2 separate regions of the Mus musculus genome follow, and region 2 is linked to region 1. Evidence: chromatin contacts called from public promoter capture Hi-C data. All regions are on one chromosome and are shown on one strand. The core of a region is the stretch at or near the end of the contact, and the rest is flanking DNA. Distances in the headings are between cores, read along the strand shown.

The links. Capture Hi-C pulls out chosen DNA fragments and counts their contacts.
Region 2: a promoter capture Hi-C map of adipose tissue shows a contact between it and region 1. The contact joins the promoter of E030011O05Rik here to the promoter of Rasa2 in region 1. A contact is called at or near these places in 9 of 39 promoter capture datasets (the 3T3-L1 cell line, 3T3-L1-derived adipocytes, embryonic stem cells and 5 more), 10 of 484 Hi-C or Micro-C datasets (B cells, CD8 T cells, embryonic stem cells and 4 more), 9 of 115 datasets of contacts at active chromatin or transcription factors (CD8 T cells, the SCID.adh cell line, bone marrow-derived macrophages and 6 more) and 3 of 9 other capture datasets (adipose tissue, liver and pancreatic islet).

The regions. Positions count from the first base shown.
Region 1 is chr9:96,629,147-96,634,157 of GRCm38.p6, reverse strand. Rasa2 (RAS p21 protein activator 2) reads left to right here and starts at 2,655. Exons shown (of 24, transcript NM_053268.2): 1 at 2,655-2,794. The coding sequence starts at 2,665.
Region 2 is chr9:96,750,762-96,755,772 of GRCm38.p6, reverse strand. E030011O05Rik (RIKEN cDNA E030011O05 gene) reads left to right here and starts at 2,942. Exons shown (of 4, transcript NR_015511.2): 1 at 2,942-3,388; 2 at 4,390-4,471.

The sequences.
Region 1 (5,011 bases), core at 1,406-3,905:
CGAAGATACATGTGCTGAAGAGACCACAGGGCATACAGACATCAAGGTGAGGCAGAGAAGGCGCTTCCTCCCAGCTAGCTAACCCCTCATCATGCCAGAAGGTGCTATTCAGGCTGCTGGTAGAGAACTGTCATCAGTAATCTTACTCAGCTGGGGTCCCTGCTTCCTACATCACTGACCTGCCAGGCAAAGGGCACCTACTGACACACTAGTGGGAAGTCTGCTATGGGGGTGACCAACCACTTCCTGACTGCAACTCCTTCAGAGGAAATTCACATCTGGTACTATAAACCTGTTAAAAAGCCTATGGCTGGGGAAGTCACAGCCCCAGTAGGGCAGGTACAGATGTTGTTCTGCTAAACAGATGTGATGTGTGCACCAAGTTGCTTTCCAATAATTGTGCTTGTGCATAGGAATTCGTGAGGATGTCATGTTTGCTTCGAGAAGTCCACCCCCTCATGGGCAGTATTAAACGCAGAGATTCATAACTAGTCACTGAGAATAAAAAACTGGATGCTCAGCCTTAAATAAGACCTGTATATCACCCCCCCTCGGAGGAACGTTGAGGAAAAGATGGGAGAAAGAGTGTAAGAGTCAGAGGATAGAGTGGAGTGTGGTGGAATTTTCTTGGCATGACATGACATGGCTGTCACATTTTTTGTACAAAGATATTTCTATTTGTATGTGTATGAGTGTTTACTTGCATGTATGTATACCATAATGAGTGCTTAGTGTCCCTGAAGGTCAGAAGGAGTAGGATCCCCTGGAACTAGAGTTACAGAGCATTGTGAGTTGCCACTTGGGTGCTGGGAACTCTTCTCTAAGTGCTCTAAACCCTTCAGCCATCTCTTCAGCCATTCTACCTGACAGCAGCTGTGGTTGTCTGTACTATACAAGATCCGTGCAATACTGGGAGCCAACATCCTGTGGTAGGGTGCAGGAGGATTTACAAGGATTTTTGACAGTTGACGGTTGCCGGAAGAGACATTTTCTTCAGTAGTACAGCCACTGTTAAGTTTCCTGTGCTCCTGTAATTAATCTCTCGTCTATGCTTCTGGAAACAACTCTCATAAACTCATTGAACTAAAAAAAAAAAAAAAAAGTCTTGCTGGTGTGATGACTCAGTGATTAAAGGTTCTTAATACCAAACCAGATGGCCGGGTTAATCCCTAGGAAACCCACGGTGAAAGGAGAACCACCTCCCAACAGCCATCCACTGACCTTCCAGGGGATTGGAGGGGAAGAAAGCCAGCTGGGAGGAGAGGAAGGGGGTGCAGGGGATGTGGACGGCGATGAAGAGGGTATTGAATACTATGCATACATTAAACATGTGTATGAAAACGGTATCACACCATGACTGTGTATAAGTAAGACATACCAATAAAGCATTAAACGTTTTAAAATAGAAAAAGCCAGTCTCTGGCCTGTGGTGTGTGAGCTCTGATTTGGAAAGAAAGGGAAATACCATTTGGAGTTTCTGTTTGAAACAACAAAATGCCTGGAAGGAGAGGTAAGCTCACTTTCTCCAAGGCTGTATGGTACAGGACAAGGGGCACCCTCATGCATCACCAGCTGGACTGGAAGTATTGCTCGGTAGCCTAAGACATCCAGCAAGCTTAGGTCACTCCGTCTGCCTGACTGGCCTTGGCACAAGTGGCTTCTGGGCTTGCTTGTCGTCTGTTCACTCTTCCCAGGCAGGCTCTCCTTGACTCTGTTTCCACAACTTGCTTCTTCTCTCTGTGTGCCCTTCCAGGTTGAGGTGCTCATGGTCTTGGCGCCTTCTGCCCCGTCTTTTTGCCCTAGGGCCATTCCTATATGTCTGAAAACATTCCTTGACTGGCTGACTCTAGCACCTGGCAAAGAACAACCCTGCTCTATTAAATCAGTTTCTTCCTTCTTAGGGCAGCGCAGTTAAACCTCAGGACCAGGAAATCATCCCTCTCCTCACATACCAGGGTGTTATCCACACAGTTTACTCACTGTAAATAGTTCCCTTAAGATAGTGGCAACAACTAGTTGAAGATTTACAAACTTCCCAGGGCCAATCTACTTTCTAAAAAGCCTGCTTCTGGGAGTGGGAAAGAGGTCACCGTTCCGATTCTGAAATGCAAAACTGGTGATAAACTCAAAATTTCTCTGGGTCTCAGACAGGACTGGACGGAGTCTGTGGTCCTTTTCTTGACCCAACTTTTTGCAGAGCAATGTTCCCAGAGCAAAGGTTGAGTATGTGGTTTGTCCCCCACGTGCCGCACTGCGGGAGCATCTAGACACCGCTGGAAGAGTCTCTAATACATCTCTTGACGTTTGCCAAAATGCCAAACTTTTTCCTGGAACCTGGAGTCATTCTGACTGGGGACTTTTCTTTTCCTTGAGCATCTGGGGACCTAGAGGTCCGTTCGTGGGGGACGTCCAATTCTCAGGGTTCTGGGGATCACAGCAGGGCCAGGGTTTTCCTCCTTGTGGGGGTTTCAGAGCGCCTCTCGCGACTTGCCCAGGGAGGCAAGGCGAGGCGGATGCAGGGCGGGCACGGCGCGAGGGGCGGGGCGAGTCAGCCCGAGGCCGAGGCGGGGCTACAGCGAGGCTCGATCCGGCCTAGGCCTCGCTCCGGCTCCGCCTTGCCCGGCTACGCAGGCGGTAGGGCTGGGGTAGGGGCCGGGCGGCACCATGGCGGCGGCAGCGCCTGCTGCGGCGGCTTCTCCCGAGGCGCCGGCCGTCTCGGGCAGCGCAGACCCGGAGACGGGAGACGAGGACAGTCGTGAGGTCCGAGTGCTGCAGAGCCTGCGCGGCAGGATCTGTAAGCGGGGCCGGGGCTGAGGGGACCCCCGGGGCGGCGCGGAGGGTGGGCGGCGGGCACGCGCGGGGGTGGCGGCACCGGCGGCCGCCCGGGACTGGTGAGACTGGATGGGGGTGTGTTGGGGGGAGGCGCCGCGTCGACCGACTGCCCGGCGCGGGTCGGGGCTCCCCCTCGGAGCGAGCGGGGTGAGGACCTGCACGCGCGGACCGGACCGGCGCGGCGCGAGGGGCGCTGCCTGGAGCGCGGCCTGGACGCGGGAGCCCGGGGCGCGGCCGGGGGCGCGCGGAGTTTCCGGCCTCCCTCCGACGCAGGCCTGCGGGCGGCCGCGGACGACGGGAGCGGCCCGAGGTGGGAGCCCCGTGGTAATTACAAGGGAGGCGCGGCTGGAGGAGGGAGGGAGGCCGGCTGCGGCGGGGCGGGGCCGGGCCGGGCCGGGCCGGGCGGCGGGCTGAGGAGGGGGTGTGAGCTCCCTGGGGCTCCTCTGCCAGTGCGAGGTTGAGGCGGGCGCTGGGGACTGCGGGAGCCGGTGGCGGGGGCTCCGGTGGGCGAGGCTGCGCGGGCGAGCGGGGCGCCCGGGGAGCTCGGGCGGGACACCTGTGCCCGCCCCACCTTGCCGCGGCGGGGACTTGAATCGAGAGCCGGCGTGACTGACGGTGACTTGGGGCAGGATGTAGTGGCTTCCTGTGAGCAGGTCTCAAAACTCAGTCATCCAGTCCGCGCTCAACCCACTTGATTCTCTCCCGTGCATTTGTGAGAGCCGCACCGATGAGTGTAGACTCTTACTCAGAGACGGGCCAGTTCGTTTGTCATTGCTATCCTTCCTCTTTAAAACGACCCTTTGATATTAGATCGACTTCCCCCAGCTTATTGAGATGGTCCCTTTTCACTGTATGACTGGCGAATCAGTAGAGTTTATTGTTACTTTAGTTGAAAACCTTTTTTAATTCAGATTATTTTATCCCCAGAATGAAATCGGTCTCCTAAATAATGCCTGGCTATAAGAGATATTTTATATGTTGAAAATTCAATTGTGTTAGAATGGCTGATACTGCTCTTTCTTTGGCAGAGTATAAACTTTAATTCTTAAATCTCGATGCTTCTTTTGGATTCTCCCACTTGAGTTTTTGATGTTACTCCCCTTTCAAGGATTTGGAATTTTATTAAAACCCCAGGAGCAAGCATGTTAAATGTTACTTTTCAATTCCCTGACGTCATCCTGGGACTCCCAATTCAGACACTTTTAAGTATTAAAACTTGGGAAATTACACCAGAGCAGTGGGTGTTTTGTGCGTCTTAAGTTCCCAGTATTTTAAGTTACTTTCTTAGGGTGTAAACTTTTCACAAATTAGCTTTCTTACAGTTAATATTTGCATGTATGTAATGTTTGGGAAAAGCCAAATACACTAGAATTTTCTTCCCCTACTAATTAGGTTTTTCAAATTTTTACTACTTTATATTTTTCTGTGACTTGATGCTAGACACTGTTGAAGCCTTGCGAATCTATAAAAGCAGATTGTGTTGTGGGAAGACAGTGTGCTCTGTTGGAGTTGAGATTTAGGGTTGGGCTGTTTTTAGGAGTAAGTTACCTTCTGCTTTGACCTGATGCATAGCAAAGGTTCTGTGAACAGTGTGGTAAAAATATCACTCCAAGTGAAATTCGGGTCTGCAGATTAAAACACACACACACACACACACACACAAGCACACAAAACTTGGTTTCTGTGGCTTAGGCAATCTCACTCCCAGAAATTGACCATTAATTTCCTGGGAATATTTTTATTTTAACCCTAGTTAAACTAAACCACTTGTTTCTACCCTAGACAGTTTATTTATTTTTTATTGCTCATCTTATAGCTCAGGTCATGTTGTGACTGTTTCACAAGGATACATACTGAAATCAAGAACACCCCTCCCATTTCTTGCCCTTCTTTTAGCTGGTATGATCAAGGTTGGTTGCCCTCCGGATCCTTGTAAGGAAATGCCCTTCTGTGTTTCCTGAAACTGACACGTGGGCTTTGTAAGGTGATGAGAAGTGGCGGAAACATTAGCAGGTGCTGAAGTCACAGAAATGGGATGATGGCAGTTTGACAATGAAGAATCTAAGCAGTTTGCGAGTGTTGAAGTCACCAGTCCTTTCTACCACACTGAGAAACCTTGGGGAGAACCTGGTAGCTCCCTGTTAGCCTGGAGATGAGCTGTTAAGCTCAGAACTGCTCT
Region 2 (5,011 bases), core at 1,693-4,192, 120 kb before region 1:
GGCTGATGTAGGAGAGCTCTCAGTTCAAAGTCAGCCTGGGACACAAAAGAAAGGATTTTTTTTTTTTTAATGCTGGGGATATAGCTCAGTGGTAGAACACTTGCCTGGCTTGTGTGAGACTCTTAAGTTCAATCTTCTGTATTGTACAAAGAAAGAGGTGGGAGAATTCAAACTTTCACCAACTGATTCAAAGATAATAAACAAAATGTCTTGTACTCATACAGTAGAATATTCCTCAGATTTAAAAGGAATAGGCATGGAAATATTCTACAGCATGGACACACTCTGAAGGCACCATGCTATGTGAAAGAAGCCAATCTGGACGGGCCATATACTACATAATCCCACTGTGTGAACCACCACAGGAGGGAGATCCCTAGAACTGGAAGGGACACTGGTGGTTGCCCATGGCTAAAATATACATGTTTCTCTTGGGGGAAATGTGTGATGAAAATGTTGTAAAAATAGATTATGTGCATACAAATGTGCTAAATACATGTAAATATATTAAAATCCATCAAATTACCTTTTAAGTGGGTGGACTTTCTGCTACATAACCCATATCTTAACTGTGTTTTTTAAGACTGAAGAAAGTGGGAGAAGTCAGAGGCAAAAAGTATAGACAGGTCTGAAGAATTCCTTAAAGGTTTTCCAGAAAATTAGCAATATACAGTTATAGACTATAGTCAGAAAAGAGGTTTCCCCAGCAGGGTACAGGCAAGGAGAGGTCTCTGGGAAACTTCTCTGTATCTCTAAGGGTTGGTCTGCTCAATTCCCTGGCTTTATCCTCTCTCTCTCTCTCTCTCTCTCTCTCTCTCTTTCTCTCTCTCTCTCTCTCTCTCTCTCTCTCTCTCTCTCTCTCTCTCTCTCTCTCTCTCCCTCCCTCCCTCCCTCCCTCCCTCCTCCTCTTCCCTCCCCTCTCCCCCTGTTAGCATCAACCTCAGCATCTGCAAAGCAAGGTTCTGCAGCTTGCTTTAGTTTACTTTTGCTTTTCTTTTCCTTCTCTGTTTGCCCTGTCACTAGGTACAGTGGAAAACAGTGAACCACTAGTCTTCTTATTAAAGAAATAAAGACTGGTGTCTGTGGAGTGGGCTAGACCACCCCCCCTCCCCGCCCCCTGCCCCACCCTGTCCCCAGGGAAGCAGAGCAGAGAGGCACCGGTGGCACTTCTGTAGACACTGGCTGTTATCACTTCTCCTTTGATGAAGAGCATGCGGGGTTCTCCTCTGAGATTATCTGCTAATTCCACGGATCCCAACTCCACTAAACAAGCGTGATTCCCGAGAATCACGGAACGGAACCAGAACCGCAGAGCTCTCAGGAAAAGGTGCTCACCAGAGGCAGGCTCTATGAGCCATGGTGAGAGGTCCCATGACCTGAACCTGCCCCGCCTCCAGAGAGAGGAAACACTATGAAACCACAGTCACTGATACCTAAGTCTCCAGTGCCTTTCCTACAGGGCTGGAAATTCCTGACTTTTGTCTTCCTCTTGAAATGAGGCATTGGAGAGTCATGGAAAAGTACAAGACAGAATCACAAGCCACCACCGTGGAGAAGGTGCCAAGGAGCCCATCCTGATGGGGACCCAAGTCTTGAGCAGACTTTCTTCCTGACACCCCTGCCTTGGCACTTAGAGCACAGCAGGGGCTCTCAATGTGATCTAGCCTCATCACTATTCCCAGTGGGACAGAGATAGCCTAAGAACGGTGCTGCTTCTGTTAGGCTGAGGCCCCTTCTTGTCCTCAGAAAACACATTTGCTTCACCTCCTCATGTGGGCCTTCCAGTTCTCCAGAACATTCCTGTGTCCTTTCCCCCTTAGCTTTCCAACCTGCCCAGGCCCAGCCCTTTAATCTCACTGCTGCACGTGGAGTTCAGGAAGACAACGGCGAGGTGGCCATGGCTTCCTCTGAGGTGCTCTGCCTGCCGTAGCTCTCCCACCACACTCCAGAGCTTCGGCCACTGGGCTTCCCTTGCTTTGTCTGGCTCCAGTTTCTCAGGACAGACCGGTCGCTTGTCAAGCCTGTGGTATTGGCCCATCAAGAGCACAGGAGGCCTACCTCACCTAGATAGAACATACCTGATGGGTCTGCAGTGTTCCTGTAGGGTTGGCCAGGTTTCAAGACCTTTATTCTTGTCTTTCCTCCCCTGGGAGGCGCATCAGTCGGCAGCCCTTCATTCACGCCAGCCTCTCAACTTGGAAGCTAAAAGAGGATTTGAGGTCTGACAACCCAGGCTCTGCCACTGATTAGCTGTGAGACTTAAGAGACGAATCTGAGAACCCGTTTCCTCATCTATAGATGTAGGAAGCACAGCTTTGTCACAAAAAGTGAAATACTGACATAAAGTATTTACCGTGGAGACTTAAACATTCACAGTAAGTTTTCAGTATATGCCCTCCACATTTATTTTAAAGTTTTCATTCAACCACTCACTCACTCACTCACTCACTCACTCACTCACTCACTCATTCATTCATTCATTCATTCATAGTGTACTTAGTAAGCTTCATGCCAGGTACTGGGGTATGACTAGGTCTTCCAAGACAAAAGCCACTGAGACCCAGGCTGAAGAGAGCAGAGAGCTGAGGCCTGCTTCCACAGCACATGGAGAAGCAAACACGCCCCAAGCACTGGGGGCTGCCCAGGGACAGTGACAGTGAGTCCATCTTTCCTCGTCTTTAAATACCATTAAGACTCTGCTAAGGTGAGAGCTACAAGAAGGAAGATACGTGATAGGGGAAGTGAGAGGGTCCTGGGGGAACCCCTGTTCTTCCAGGCTTCTCGGTTACAGAGAGTGGTCTCACCCTGGCTGTACAGGAGGGCGATGCCCTTCAGGGAGGCCTTGTTGAATCTGTCTGGGACTGTTCCGGAAGGAGGAAGGGAGGCGGGTGGGGCGGGGAGACAGCTGGAATGTTCTGGCCTGCTGTTCAGCGCAGCCAGCCTGCAAGAGAGGAGGGCCTCTGGACATCAAAGGTTCCTTTTGTCCCTTTCCGAGTGGCAGGGCAGCCGGGCCACTGGCTATGACTCAGGCCTGGCCCTGACGTCACCCACGGCTTGCCACTGGCCTCGGTTTGCAGCCAGGAACCTGGCCAGGGAGTGGTTCTCATAGCGGCAGCAAATCTCAAAACCGGGAGCTCACTGCTGTGCTCTCCCCATCTCCCCACAACCCATCTTAACCTTTTTTCTTCTTCTTTTTAAGCCGTAAGGCGGCCTTTTCTTATAGATCAACTTTCCAAATCTAAGCAGTCAGAATGAGTGACGTCATGAGAAAATTATGTGGAGCACATCTCAACCAGGAGTTGAGGAATCCAGAGGACGAATGCGGTTGGTAACTCCTGAGCCCAGGGAGTTGGCAGAGTGTGGGCTTCCAAGGAGCCAGCACCTCCGAGTAAGTGAAGGCCCACCCTTAGCCCCTCAGTCATGGCCCAGCATTATGGGCGCCATCTTGCTCCTGAGAGCTGGGCCTGGCAGGCCGAGACCCAGAGAGGGTGTGGGGACAGCCTTTGGGACTCTTTCTAAATACAGCCTCAGAGGGGCCTGCTCTCTCTCTCTTCCCCACAGAGCCAAACAAGAGTGCAGAAGCAAAAGCTACTCAGGGGGAACACCAGGGACCAGGCTCCTCGTTTTCTCTCCCAACCTGAGCCCTGCTTCAAGAAGGCCAAAATGTTTGTTTGGGGGTCTGGACTGCTTGCTTCATGGATCTTCTATGGGGTGATGAGACTTAAAAGCAAGCCCCATTCTAGGCAAACATATGCTGCCAAATAGTACTTTCCCACTTTGGGGGCCTGGGGGAAGAATGGCAAGCCTGTTAGGAAGGGTCCTCAGTCTGCCATGGGAGCTTGTTCACCACTCAGGCTGATGCACCTTCATCGTCTCAGGGCTGTCCTGGTTAGGGTTCTTTGTTTCCTCTTAACGCTGCCGCGGGGAGGTTAAGCGCAAAGGTGAAACGTAGGTTGTCTGTTTTAGTTTTGTCTAAAACCTCCTAGGTCTAGGCAAAACCTGTCATTTATATGTTCTAGAAGTTTCTACTCAGGAAATTTCAGTTTCTGTGAAAAGCATTTTATGCACATGCATGAGAACTGCGGAGCAGACAGGCATAGATATAGATTTCCCTCTGTTCTTCTGGCTTCTCAAGTCACCTCCCGAGTGAGCGTCTATTTTCTGTGTGTTCTTCATTAATGTATGAAGAACAGCACACTGTCTGTTCTTCATACATTAATGTGGTTTCGGGCACTATAAAAAATGGACCTTACTTTAAGGCAATGCAGAAGTTTGTCATTTAATGGAAACACAAATTCATTGTGAACAAACTCCCTGTGTGATTAACTATCGCACTTTAATATATGGTTTGTAGGTCTTGTGTTTTACTTTTTAAATATAATTTTACAGACCGAGCTGTCTTGAATTGAGGCCATGACGTCCTACTGTTCCTGTGGCTGAAAGAGCTGAGTGCTGTGTGACAAATACTTTGGTGAGTCGTATATTTAAGTCTCTAATTCTACTTTTTTTTTAAAGTTTTAGAATAATAAAGAAAAGGGTGGTACAGGGCCCAGATACTTCTGCACACAAAGGCAACAGTTGTGTCAAAGAGGACAAATGTCCTGACAGGCTTATTGCTATTATAGAACCCAAATATAGATTGGCTCAAACACAATAGTGTTTACCTCTTGGTCATGCGACAATGCAGGTTAGTTGGGGGTAACTGTTTTTCATTCATTCATTCAGATTCAAGGCTGGGGGGTATAGTTCAGTGTGAGACTCCTTGCCCAATGTGTCCAAGTCCCTGGTTTGATCCTCAACAAACACTAACCGAAACAAGAAAATCAAAGTTTGAAGGAGGCTGCGCGTGGTTTTCAAAAGTCACGGGTCTATCTTTGCTTTCCTCTGTAGGAGGAACGAAGACCGTGAGGCGCGTGCGTGGGAGGGTCTTATGGTTGGAAGTTGCACGCATCATCTTTCCTCACATCTCATTGGCTAAGTCCAAGACACATGACTATAGCTAACTAGAGAG